2 separate regions of the Drosophila melanogaster genome follow, and region 2 is linked to region 1. Evidence: chromatin contacts called from public Hi-C data. All regions are on one chromosome and are shown on one strand. The core of a region is the stretch at or near the end of the contact, and the rest is flanking DNA. Distances in the headings are between cores, read along the strand shown. Region 1 overlaps CG42541. Region 2 overlaps Fas2 (Fasciclin 2).

Region 1 (6,899 bases), core at 2,291-4,790:
GGATTTATGGCTGCGGTGGCGGCCGTGGGCTTCATAATCCCCACGCTTCCTCGGCCGAGGACTTGCACTTGTCTAGTCGGTGCAGCTAATGTAATTAGTTTGTGAAATTACTCGAGTGAAAATTGTGCAACGCGTGCTGCGCAAACTACGTGCCACCTGGAATATCTGCACCTGCCATTGTCGCAAGGGACTCAAAGCGGCAAGAAAGTGGGCCAACCGGGGGTCATTGACCCGAAGTTTTCACATTTTCCGGCACAGAACCTTATACAGAGATGCGCCGTCTGGAAATTGCAATTTCTCTTCAATGGGCGCTGGTTGCAATCAAAGTGAGCGGGAAAACCTTCAAATGGTATCAATGGCAAGCACATTGCACATTGATGGGTCGCACCGGCGAAATGACGGGTATTTTTTGCCCAGAGTCCGGGGCTCAGCATTAAATGCCTAATAGTGTCAAGTGTGCGTCGCACTCGACACCAAACAAAAAAAAAGAGCAAACTTGTCGACTGCAGGCCCACATCCATTCACACTTCACTGCTACTTCCGTCGCCTGCAAGCAAACAAAAAAAAAAGGAATAAAACCAGAAAGGCTGAAACCCCCAAGGGAGCCGAAAAAGTGCAGAAACTTTTGTGCCACCATTGCCCAAAAGGCCAACCGCAAATATGTGTGTCCCGTAAGCCCATCGGGGGCAACCGCCCTGCAATTGGCAGGAAACAGGAGCCGGTACTTTGTGCTCGCTACTCGTTTCGGGCCCAAAACTGCTGGAGGTGTCTTAAATTCGACGTATGTTTTCCATTTGTAAAGGCTTAAGAGATATAAAATATCTGTGCAGGGGCATCAGTTGTGGGCTTTATGGTACTTATCATTATAAAATGTAATTGAAAAATGCTTGTACGCTTTGTCAACGGCGCGTATGCGCTATTTTTATGCGTGTAACATTGCGTATACGCCTAGGATGCAGGACACATGACGTATGCGTTATTTTGTAAATGTTATCATTCTTTTTGAATTTTACTATTTTCTTTTACTTTGCAGCCCCGCCTGGCGGAGATGCGACGTTCGGCCATCCATGCCGGTGATCCGGACATGACCTACTACCGTCTGCGAAGCTTCAGCATCACCTCCCATGGCATCTGCAATTTGGGCGATTCCCTGAGGCAAGTTCCTAAAGCCCTGATACTTTTGTCAGCCATTTATTATTCTTCTTTTTGTATTTTCCTGGAACAGAAGCCGCAGGTCACGTTCGATCAACTCCGTGACTTCCACCGGCACCTCAAACAGCGGCGTGGATCGACACAATAGGTGAGTTCAATGTTCAAATGTTCAGTGTTCAAATGTTCAGTGTTCGGCGAACAAAAGTGGCTGGCTGGCAATAAATTGTTTATGAAATGACAGTTCACATGGCGACAACAATGCGAAACGTGCGGCATTTTCGCGTCTATATAGACTGACTAATTTCATACAATTTCCACACCAAACACTTTCCGCTGCCATTAACAACGGCATCTTGGAGTCTGGAGTTTGGGGACGGGTAACCCAAGATGGGGATGAATCGTAACAATGCCAAAGCGTTTTCCATCTCATTGACGAGGAAAACGACGCCTTCTCCGAACAGTGACAACAATCCCATTAATTGGTATTTTACTTATTGTTTTGCTATTGATTTTTTTTTAACTCTGTTACTCCATTTGATAGTTCAGAAGATTAGTTATCATATAAATATGTATATATTCATTTTGATTTCGATTGCATACGTATGAGGTTGGCCCACTGTGCCTCGCTGATTCGCTTATTAATGTTATTCGTATTGCCTGTATCTTCGTAGCAACGCATCGGGGGCATCGGGCGAAGTCATCGACGGGGATCCCAATGTTCCAGCCTACAAAATTGCCATGCTCGGCGCCTCCGGAGTGGGCAAGACCACACTGACTTACCAGTTCACCACTTCCGATTACATATGCGCCTACGACCTGAGTCTCGGTAAGTCGGTGTACGAAATTCATTTTTTACCAGGCTCTTTTCCAATTGTAACCAAATAATCAAATATCAAATGAATGCTTAGTTCTTGTAGTTATTTTATTAGAAACTGTTCAGGTTAAGCAACGCATATGAAATGCGTAAATTGTATAAAATTTATAAGTGAATCACGTACCTATGTAAATGGCTATCTAAGTTTGGATAAATTTCGAAAAAGTACTTTTCGTCCACGTTAGGCAATATAATTGAAAATGGAGTCGCCCTTGCAGAATCCCCTCCGCTGGCGCTCCACTACGCGGCTTTTAATCAAACACATTTGCATTTTAATTATGGCACAAAGTCATAAAATATGAAAACCGCCGGCGCTAATTTCATTAACTTTCGCGACCATATCACCGGATCCTGGAGTGTGGAAACGCTAGAGAACATGGCCAAGTTGGCTGCCAACCACTTTAATAGCGGCTTTGGAGCTTTTAAGTGGATTTTCACAGTGAAGTGGAGAAGGATTTCCACTGCCAACGGCTTAGTGTCCCGCTTCTCGTCCAGAAAATCGCATTAGTCGCAAATAGACTGGGATGCAGTGTTTTTCCGTCTCTTCCCTCTGAAGTCAGCATTTGGCATTTGGCATGGCTTGTTATTGTTACTACCAAGAACGATGCAAGGCAATGCATATCAAGCGTATTAGGGAAACTGCAGTGACTTAAAAGTCTCTAGTCTTACCTTAGTTCAGTTTTCCAAGTGCCATACGGGCATGGCATGGATAAGCTGTGCTCAAAGCCGGAAAACTCTTACTTTTGTTTTTTTGTCTACCAGGGTCTGGCGAAAATTGACATAATTAGTCGGGCCAAAAGATGCTAGTGCATCCGCTCCGAAGTCGAATTAATTGAATTGTGCCACTATCGAATTACCTTTTGAGCAGCGGACTTTAATGGACCACACTTGTGTTCTGGCACTGAGTTAATTACGTCTGGGTTGCTGGAAGCTCAACGGCTTGAGTTCTGGCTGGAGTAATAAGATCATGGCGAAAGTTGCCGAAACCCAATATTTCATTAGCAGCGGATAATTTCTGCTGCAAGTGACGCAACATGTGTGTGTCGCCGTGCAGCAACAGTTGCCAGCGGATGATTTCTGGTCAGGCGGCAAGCGCATGCATGCGATTTGGATATTCTATATTAATGAAGTACGACGTACTTATATCATTGTCATCAACTTCATTGTACTTTCCTGTGCAATACGGGCTACGATTGCTCACTGTTCGTCTCACTGGCATTTGAAGCTGGACAAGGCCCAAAGGGCCGAAAAGTGGCATTGCCATGGTCGTTTGTGCAGGATTGTGTGTGGTGGAGATAATAAAACTGGGAAGAACTTTAATTAGTCCACAAGGAGGGGCGAACTTTATGACAATTGTGTGTGCGAGTGTGTGTGTGTGTGTGTGTGCGAGTGTGTGTGCGTGTGTGTGTGTGTGTGCTGGGGGTCTTTGAACTTTTGGTTGCCAACCATTGTTGGCAATTACCATAGATGAGTTGTCATACGGACTGGTTTCTAGCTTGCCAGCTGCACTGCTTCCACTGCTTGCACTGCTTGAGGGCTGCGTGTGTGGCTTCGATACTCGAATGCTTTCCTGCACATCACACGCAAATTGCTATGTGCTTTTGCGTGTGGGCGTCATCTTAGCCATATTCCGCTAATGGCTGCCAGGATTGCATGACCACAGAAATCTGTGGGCGGCGGAACTGCTTTGGACACGCCCTCGAAAGCAGATGGTAAATTTATTACCATGCCATGTGTCCGTTTCGAGTAAATCTATGTGGGCTCTGATTTTGGAAAATCGCCCTGATTTCAGTTACATTTATGCCAACCACTGTTGTAGAGCAACACTATAAAACACACCTTTTGAACACAACTGTACCCAAAACTGTACCTGTGGCATCTAAACGAAAATAGACTACAGTCTATATTTGACTTGTTCTAGAAAGCCCTAATAATCCTCAGCCATTTCAGACACAGCACTTATTTTAGCCATCAGTGGCTAATAATACACGCCCCGAAAATGTTTCGCTTTTATGGGCGGCCAGCGCGTGTAATCTCACCAAAATCGCATGGTGCTTTCCCTGCTTTTCCCTGCTTTTCCCCGCTTTCCGTTGGCTTGTTTGCACAGGCGTTTGGATAATTGCATTGCAATGACTCGCGGTTGCCGTTCGCCGTTCGCCTTTTGCCGCCCGCCCCCCAATTGCATAGCTAATCGGCTAAGCCGTCGAAGGACCCAAGTTCACGTTGAAAGGAAGAAGGGGGCTTCTTCGGCCACCGACAATGGCAATACAGCACGTTTGCTTTTTCTATTCAATTTGTGCGGCAACGCCCACGCATGGTAAATTACATGCAACATGCAAATTAAGCTGCGAAGTGTTTGGGCTTTTTTGTTTCTAGTCATTTAAACATTTCACCATTTGGATGCAGGAGGTCGAATGGCGTCTAAATATTTGCCACAGCTGAATGCAAACAGAGTCGGACGCAAACTGCAGTCATCGTCTGCTCCTGCAACTTCTACCCAGCTCCTTTCGTCCTTTTCCGCTGCTCTAGCCAACCAAGCTGCCCCTTCATCCTGCTGGCTTGTGTCAAGCTGCTGACAAAGCGTTCATGGGGAGGCGGTCCTCGTACACTGACAAAAATCGTACCGAATTGGAGTTTTTAGAAAAAGAAAGATGTAACGATGTTACACGATGTACGTTTTTACCTGTGTGACGCTTTTTAGCCAAACCAATTAAATAAAAAAAAAAACCGTATTTCTACCGTTTACATTGAAAATATTAGTTTAAATAAGGAAATTTCCAATTGTTTAATATAGGATATAATTTTCTGGCAGTGTTGCAGTGTGACGTAGCACTTTCCGTGTGCTCCAATGGGACAAAAAGGCTTTACGGCTCCAGAGTAGCGAATACGGAGCACCGAGGGTCAGTTCCCAGTTGCCAACACCCAGTGGCCTCCACTCCAAGTTCACTGTCTGCGTCCTTTTCCACGTTTCATGGCTGGGCTAAAAAACAAAAACAAAAAACAAGTCAATGTGGACAGAGAAAGGGGAGCGTCAATTGCGACATTAACTTGCTGGGCAAATAAAATCACTTTGATTACGGTTTTATGGGCGCCACGCCCCTCAAACGCCCATTGCAATGGTTGTCGCCACCCCCTTGCCCACACTTGGTGCAATTTGATCGATTTAAGACCCTAGAACTGCATTCGAGTACTTGTTATTTTGATTTCCGTAAAAACATTCAGAGCTCAGGGCTTCCTTTCATTTTTTGCTTTTGGTCAATGTAAATGCACTCCTCGAAATAGACGCTTAACCACTTGCACTTCACGTTGGTTGCTTTCTTATATTGTAATATAATTTCCAATTAGTTTTTGTATGCCCATTAAGCATAGCGAAAATTCATCATTTTCATTTTATATATATACACTTTTTTAGATGATGACTACGGACAGAAGACGGTGTCGGTGCTGGTCGATAACATTGAGACGGATTTGGAGATTATTGATCATCCCGCATGCGAGATGTCGGTGAGTACCGATTCGCCTGAAAACTAGGCGAAGGGAATTTTTCCGTTTTCCGATTTTTCCGATTTTCCCAGTCTGGTTAAGTGGATCAAGCTGTTGACTTACACCCATCTGCCACTGACACATTTGCCAAATCATTCATTTAAACTTTGTCGGCCGTCACTTTAAAGGAGAAACAATGTGATGGCATAGGAATAAGCACATTGACATCGAAGTATTGCAAATTACAAAGCGAATTGCAACTGCAATTTGCAAATATTCAACACAAAACCATTTGCAATTTTCGGTTACCCATGTGCGATTTCATAAGTCTGGACTTAGAGAAGCTTTAGGTCTTTAGGTCCGAGCAAGGTCAGGCGTCTCAGCTGTAACAACGTGAACTTTTCCACCCCTTTTGGGCTCCATCCACCCAGCTCGTCGTCAGGCAGCTTGAAATTTCATTTGAACGATTTTTGTAGCCTACTTTTCTGCGCCATATGGCTCATCTATTATTTTTCCACCACAAAATTGATTCTCGCCTGCAGACGGAGGCCTTCTGCGCCACCTACAACATCGACCTCTTCGTGGTGGTCTACTCTGTGATAGATCGAAACACTTTCGCAGCAGCCGAGCGTGTCCTGCAGTATCTCAAGGAGAACGAGATGCTCTTGTCCCGCGGAGCCATCCTGGTGGCCAACAAAACGGATCTGCAGCGACACCGAGTTGTCACCCGTCAGAGTAAGCAATCTATTCAATTCTTGTATGTTGATTGTTCGAATTAAAGCACAGCCATTTTTTTCATTTGTAAAACGACATTGCAAGAACATATTCTATACTATTTAAATGAGGGCTAAGAACTAATCCAGTTGGTCACACACCACCAATTCTCCAATTTCAGTGGGTCGCAAGGTGGCCAAGGAAATAGCGTGCAAGTTTATCGAGACGTCCTCGGGACTGGATCACAATGTGGACGAGCTGCTGGTCGGCATTGTGGCCCAGGTGAAACTCAATCCGCAGCGTTTGCGATTGCTAACGGAATTGGAACTGCAGCGCCTGAATCTGCAGAGTACCATCCAGAAGCACCGTGGAATGCACCTGCAGACGCGTCGGATGGTCCGCCAAATGAGCGTTTGCCAGGGCGACGAGGAGATCTTCGATGGCGGATTGCCGGAGGGGCTGCAGAACGGCGAGGCCAACGATGATCCGGACGGAGTGCCTAGCACATCGAAGGCCAGCCGGTCGCGGATCGAGAATCCCAACCGCAAGCCCTTAAACCTGGAAAGCATATTGAAGATGGGCGAAAGCGAGGTGGACGAGGATGAGGATGTGGTCAAGTCGTCGCAGCTGAGCAAATTCAATATGCTGGCGGCCTCCATACGTCATCGTCGTCCAT
Region 2 (6,899 bases), core at 1,754-4,253, 240 kb before region 1:
TGCCGTGCCAAAGGACGTCCGGCACCAGCGATTACCTTCCGTCGTTGGGGAACACAGGAGGAGTACACGAACGGGCAGCAGGATGACGATCCCCGCATCATTTTGGAGCCGAATTTCGATGAGGAGCGCGGCGAGAGCACCGGCACCCTTCGCATCTCCAATGCCGAGCGTTCCGACGATGGACTTTACCAGTGTATTGCCCGGAACAAGGGAGCCGATGCCTACAAGACTGGACACATTACCGTTGAATTTGCTCCGGACTTTAGCCACATGAAGGAGCTGCCTCCGGTTTTCTCATGGGAGCAGCGCAAGGCGAATCTCAGCTGCCTGGCCATGGGTATTCCGAATGCCACAATCGAATGGCACTGGAATGGTCGTAAGATCAAGGATCTGTACGATACCAATCTAAAGATTGTCGGCACTGGACCCCGCAGCGATTTGATTGTGCATCCCGTAACGAGGCAGTATTACTCTGGATACAAGTGCATTGCGACCAACATCCATGGAACCGCTGAACATGATATGCAACTGAAGGAGGCACGTGTCCCTGATTTTGTGTCCGAAGCCAAACCCAGTCAACTGACCGCCACCACGATGACCTTCGACATTCGCGGCCCATCAACCGAACTAGGCCTGCCCATTCTGGCGTACAGTGTGCAGTATAAGGAGGCCCTAAATCCGGACTGGTCGACGGCCTATAACCGCAGTTGGTCACCAGATTCGCCGTACATTGTGGAGGGACTGCGACCACAGACGGAGTACAGCTTCCGATTTGCCGCCCGCAACCAGGTGGGATTAGGAAATTGGGGCGTCAATCAGCAACAGTCGACACCACGACGATCGGCTCCCGAGGAGCCCAAGCCATTGCATAATCCCGTCCAGCACGACAAAGAGGAACCGGTGGTCGTGTCGCCCTATTCCGATCATTTCGAGCTGCGCTGGGGCGTGCCCGCCGACAACGGAGAGCCTATTGATAGGTACCAGATCAAATACTGTCCGGTAAGTGTGGTGACTTTCCATGTCGTTGTAATGGATTGGTGGGGCAGAGGCGTTTCGTAAAAGAAATCATACTAATTCATTCTTCTGTTGTGCAGGGCGTTAAGATCAGCGGCACCTGGACGGAACTGGAGAACTCCTGCAACACCGTTGAGGTGATGGAGACCACATCCTTCGAGATGACCCAGCTGGTGGGCAACACATACTATCGCATTGAACTGAAGGCGCACAACGCCATCGGCTATTCATCGCCTGCTTCCATTATCATGAAGACGACACGAGGTGAGTCCGATTCAGCTAATAACAATCTCGGCACGTTGCTCTATTCGGCCGGATTTAATTCCGGTGTCGGTGCGCTACACAAACGACTGTTCACAACAACAACAACAACAACAGCCACATCAACAACAACAATCACATCGATAACAACAGCAACAACAACAATCATTACGCTGGCCACCACAATAAGCATAACATTACTTAGTGTCCTAGCCTCAATGTTAGCCTAAAAAATCAAAAAAAAAAAAAACAAATCGATCGATCAATCAGCCAAACGCAGTGGAATATAGATTTCTTCGTACACAAGAACTTGCATTTTGCTAATCCAAAATGTGAGCATAGAGCTATCTTACGATACCACTGATTCTTTGGCTAAGCGATCGTTCGATATTGATAAATCGAAAATATCGAATCGAATCGTATCGAGTCTACAAGATCCCAGTAAAAAAGGAAAAAGATCAAAATATATAACTGAAAAATCTCTATATAAACATACACTCACTCACACACGAACATCATCTACATGATATCTAGATAAAGACATAATTTTTACTGCTCTATATATATATATATATATATATTTATATATGAATATGATACAAATATCCCAGATATAATCGATAACTTTTGCATACATTTTTGTAGTGTTTATTTCAATTGCGTTTCAACTGTTGTTTTTCGTTTACACTCAGTGTTATACCCCCATACCCTGTAATGTCCAACCCAAATCCTAAAACCGAACCCCCCTTCCAGTTTTTAACCTAATTTGCTCAACGTAATGACTTAATTTCATTGTCTTTTCTTTCGAAGCCTTTTGCGTTTGCATGTTTTCGTGAGTTCTGAATTGTCTCGAGCATCTTAACCATATTAACTTCTTTTATTGATAACAATCCTTTGATCCATTACAATGTATACATTCCAATCGCAATGTCCACACCATACACACCCACTGAGCCAAAAAAAAAAAAAAAAAAATGGCAGAAGTACTGCAACGCATTTGACTAAGCATTACAATTCGTTCGAGATCGTGTTGTCGTCCCTCTGAGATCAAAATCCATTCATAATTCGCATTCAAATGCGAAATTCACCACACCACACCACAACTCTCGCCAGTCAGCCGTTGTACGATATGTAGAAAAGTGCGTCCGAATTGAATTTTAGCTTACTTTACGCTCTTTTTTTTTATTATCATTATTAAGCATTTACTTAATTATAATTACCAACACACTAAACATGACATTTTTGTGACACAAATTGATGGAAATGAAAAACTCGAAAACTATGATTATAATTTTATATTTTATATTTTTGTGTGTGTGTCTGCATTCATCACATACGTATAACGAAAAAAGAACCCTGTTAAATGTAAATCTAGTATGTAATGAAAAACAAAAAGAAACTATTTTCTGTTTTTAAATTGGTTTACTACCGCACTAGAGCTCTTCATTATTATTTTTATTACGTCGATTATTATTTCAATTGATTTAATTTGATTTCAATTTGTTTGTAAACTGCGACTACTTACTTCTTTAGTTAAATTTTTGAATTATAAGCAATGAAAATGAAAACGTTTCTCAAATAAAACATTCAATGAAAACCAATGGAACAAACTGTAATTTACTGCAACTGCTGTCGTACTCATTTTTTATCGGTTCGTTCTGCCTGCGTTGTCTATCTCTTTCGCTCACCCCCACTCACACTCTTGTCCTCTCTGTCGCTCTCGCTGTGTCGTCTCTGTTCCTTGATTTGATGTCCCTTTCTATGCTAATTTTAAGTACATCTATGTTGTGCGTAGTCTGTTTGTTTGTGTTTTTAAAGCCTTTGTGTTTGTGTGCGCTGTCTCTCTAGCTGTCAATTTCTCTCTGTGTATACCGTTATTTCCGATACTACCCATTCCTACAGCTTTTGCCTAGAAACCTAACCTCCAATCCAAAATTTAACTTTGATCTTTTGGCTAAACAGTGAACTTAGTGTGTGCATCTACTTAGGCATTTAGTCATAGCTATTATTCTAACCAACAACAACCACAGAACTTTACTAACAAACACATTTGTGGCCCTTTTGTTAGAGAATCAAACACTCAAAAGCAAACACAAACACACGCAAACTCGAAACCGAGCCAAACAAAAACAAACAATGCAAACTAACAAACAACTAACTAACACTTTGCACATTGTGTTTGATCCAACGTCGTCGTTTTCTCAGTAACAAAAAAAAAAAAAAAAGAAATTCAAGACCAACCAACAACAACGAAATGTTCTTTTGTGTGTTTCCTTTTCTTCCTTTTTCTTCTACCACTTTTCTTCCTTGTTTTTCTCTCTTTTATGGTGCGTATGTGCTAAAAACCACAACAACAACAACTCCTACTACTATAATCAAATCAAATCGAACTGTACAAATGCCAAAATGCATTCAAATATCGAAAATCGACAACCAATATCGAAAAAAACCAACAGATAATCCCCATCCCTCGACGAGTGGCGCTGCACCCCTGGCCCAACTGCTTGTAATTTTCACTGCTCTGCCGACAATGCTGCTGATTTTGCCGCCGACGACGCACACTGCTTAAACGACCTTACCTGCCGATGCTTCTGCTTCCAGCCATCATGAAGCAGTGTTTGGAGGATCCTCCCGCTGACAAATTATCATGGGTTTCTTTCTCTTGTTTCCGTTTTGGTGTGTCAATGTGTAAATAATAAGAAAACTAAATGAAAAAAACACAAAAAAAAAAAAGTAATAAAATAAAACATACCCCTAACAAGCATGAAGAAGCGGACATAATTACGTTAAATGTGCTCAAGTAGAGAATATGATCATTAAATATATATCCTAGGGCGGGTCACGATTCCATTAACTGTACAAATAAAAAACGAAAATCTATGATAGTACCTAGTTAAAAAGAGAAAGACGAAATCGAAATGCCAAAACCGAAACACATGCTTACACAACTAAAAAAATGTACTTATATGTATCCTTAATCCTATGTCTAACCGCTAGAGACCTTGTTTTACCACTAAGCCAATGTTATGTTGTTATTTAGTTGTATGTGTATAGCGAGAGCATTTATAGAACATATTCCGATGCCGTACACCCATTCCGCTTAGTTCAACGTGAATTCTACAACACTGCCAAGCGAAAAAAAAAAGTTAAAGAAAAAAAAAAACACCAAAAATACCAAATTTTAGCGAAATTCTACAAGAAAATTAAGAGAAATTATCAAATGCATACGAGTACAAGTTACGAAAACAATTACAATTACATTTACAACATACCTTACTCCTAAAGTTAGCCAAAAAGCTTCTTCCAACACTGTTTTTTCAGGCAGTTGCGAACGGTTATCCGAGTCTCTGTTCTGTTTTGAGCACGTAAACGTTAAGAGGGGACAATAAGTAACTCTAACTAAGTTAAAGCCATTACGAATTTTTCCACACTCGAGTGTTTTACCTTCTGTTGATAGCGTTTAGTAAGTCAAAACTAGAATGCAACTCGATCTAGGCGAACCGATATTCCTGTATACACGTTTTTTTAGCAAGCGAAATCGATTTTTCTAGCCAAATATATATCTTAAATCAGAAACATAAATACAATTTATACCTTTACAATATCTAGTTATACATACGTATACACATATAGTTAGTGAATAATTCAGCCCGCCTAACGTTGCTGAGATGGGGAAATCGATTTTTTTTAACGCCCTTGGGCAAGCAGTAGGACCCTTCACTGTTCACACAGATCACATTGAAACATTGTCACGAATGATGTAAGCAAATGAAATCGAACACAAAAACGCTAACGAAGTTGGTAAAAGGAAACGAAAATAAAGGCTACCACTTAAGCAGTTCATTTTGGGTAATAAAGAGAAAACTTTAACAGAAGCAGTGCGTGCGTGTGTGACTTGGGACAGGGTTGCCATCAGCATTTTGGACGCCGCCAGGTAACAAAAAAAGGATGTGTTTAACTCCAATATATATCTATGTATAATAACCTGTTTATTTGCACTGCACACGAACAACCGCAGACACTATCAATTAAATAACCAGAAAAAGCCATTATTGTACACCTGAAAACTAAGAGAATTCTGTTTATAAAATCCCCACTGTTAATTGTTAATTGTTGATTGATTATGTTATAGTTTCTAAAACCCAAGCAAGGCACTCTAGGCAAACGATACCCCTACCTTCTATATAATCCCCTTCCCGCACACAAAATGTACATACAAATACACCTCTGTATAACATAAGGTATCAATGAATTTTATTTCTAAGTTGAGCTGCTTAACACTGCTTGTATACTTTGCATATTGGCTTACTACTTATGTACTTTGCAATTTGTATAAAACTAAAACACTTCAACCAACCAACGCTTAATTTTCTCACTATCACCGCCCAACTTTCTCACTTTCTCTTTGTGCTGAGCGAAAAGCCCCCCAAACTCTACACCTTTTACCCTTCCCGGCTGCATGCTTTATTTGTAATCCTCCCAGTTTTGATATACGGCAAAATGAAAATAATCCGGCGACGAGGAGAAATGAAAATTTGTATTGCTCAGTTTGTTGCTTTGTTTGAAAATGCTTTTCGTGTTATGTCAATTGGTGCAATTTGAAATTGATTTCCCTCTTGTTTTTTTTTGGATCTTATGATTGCTACTACTATTGTTATTACCGTTATGATTTCGTTATGATTAACCTTTCGACTAATTTCAACCACAAATTATTAATACACACACAAAAATGTAAAAAAAAAAACTTTTGAACGATTAACCACGATTAAGCGATTAAGAATCCGAGTGTTAAATGTGTAAGACTAGCTATTAATTGGAGGAGTTTTCCTAGGCTAGTGAGCCAGGTGCTGGCACCGTACCACCTAGAGATACGTACAGTTAATACTCCTTCCCCCATATACATACGTCGACCTTAATGAATGAACTTACTAATCGAGTATACTTGTTTTCCCCCCGCCGACCCTTCGTCTGCTTCCCCCTAATATGCTACAAAAAAAATTCAGGAATTGACGTCATCCAAGTGGCTGAGCGACAGGTCTTCTCCTCGGCGGCCATCGTGGGCATCGCAATCGGCGGTGTCCTCCTGCTTCTGTTCGTGGTCGACCTACTCTGCTGCATCACCGTCCACATGGGCGTCATGGCCACGATGTGCCGCAAGGCCAAGCGATCGCCTTCCGAAATCGACGACGAGGCCAAGCTGGGCAGGTAAGCTCCATCGATGAGTAGAATCTATACCGCAGACAGAACCAAGTGATATAGCCGAGAAGTATTTGGCCTAAGCCCACCTGTTCTAATCACTTAGTTCTGTTACCTTATTGTTTTGTTTTGCTTTGTTTTAAATTTACCTAAATTGAGTGGAAATCTTTTGAATGAAATATTGCACTAAAAATCAGAATCGGATTCGAATTTAACCTTATGCTTTTTGCATTCTACTTGTGTTTCCCCCCCCACACGCTCCTATTTTGCGATATTAAGCCACACTCGCCAGGAATTCGAATACAATTGGGTTTATGCGCGGCCCAAGTCCTTATTGTTCAATCGCAATTCCCTGATATCCGTCTGAGCGATTCGCCAAGTCCGGAAAGTCCAGAGGGACCTAACAAAATTTAACATTCAATTTGTTT

What was found. A called contact is a pair of places that touch in the nucleus more often than the background predicts.
Region 2: a contact with region 1 is called in a Hi-C map of the Kc167 cell line, with 1.6 times the contacts expected there. The contact joins two enhancer-like sites. A contact is called at or near these places in 18 of 107 Hi-C or Micro-C datasets (the D17-c3 cell line, the Kc167 cell line, the S2 cell line and 6 more).

Annotation. Positions count from the first base shown.
Region 1 is chrX:3,896,187-3,903,085 of dm6, reverse strand. CG42541 reads left to right here. Exons shown (of 13, transcript NM_001272295.1): 8 at 1,034-1,155; 9 at 1,226-1,300; 10 at 1,824-1,978; 11 at 5,439-5,530; 12 at 6,052-6,244; 13 at 6,405-6,899. Among named protein-coding and RNA genes, the nearest start is that of CG15239, 15 kb to the right of the region's middle. Within about 2 kb of position 3,540, at least 5 of the 39 cell types and tissues checked have an H3K27ac peak or open chromatin away from gene starts, as enhancers often do. A contact at or near this core is called in the Kc167 cell line, where this site is marked.
Region 2 is chrX:4,136,150-4,143,048 of dm6, reverse strand. Fas2 (Fasciclin 2) reads left to right here. Exons shown (of 10, transcript NM_001272308.2): 7 at 1-999; 8 at 1,095-1,278; 9 at 6,279-6,480. Among named protein-coding and RNA genes, the nearest start is that of GlcAT-I, 8.4 kb to the right of the region's middle. Within about 2 kb of position 3,003, at least 17 of the 39 cell types and tissues checked have an H3K27ac peak or open chromatin away from gene starts, as enhancers often do. A contact at or near this core is called in the Kc167 cell line, where this site is marked.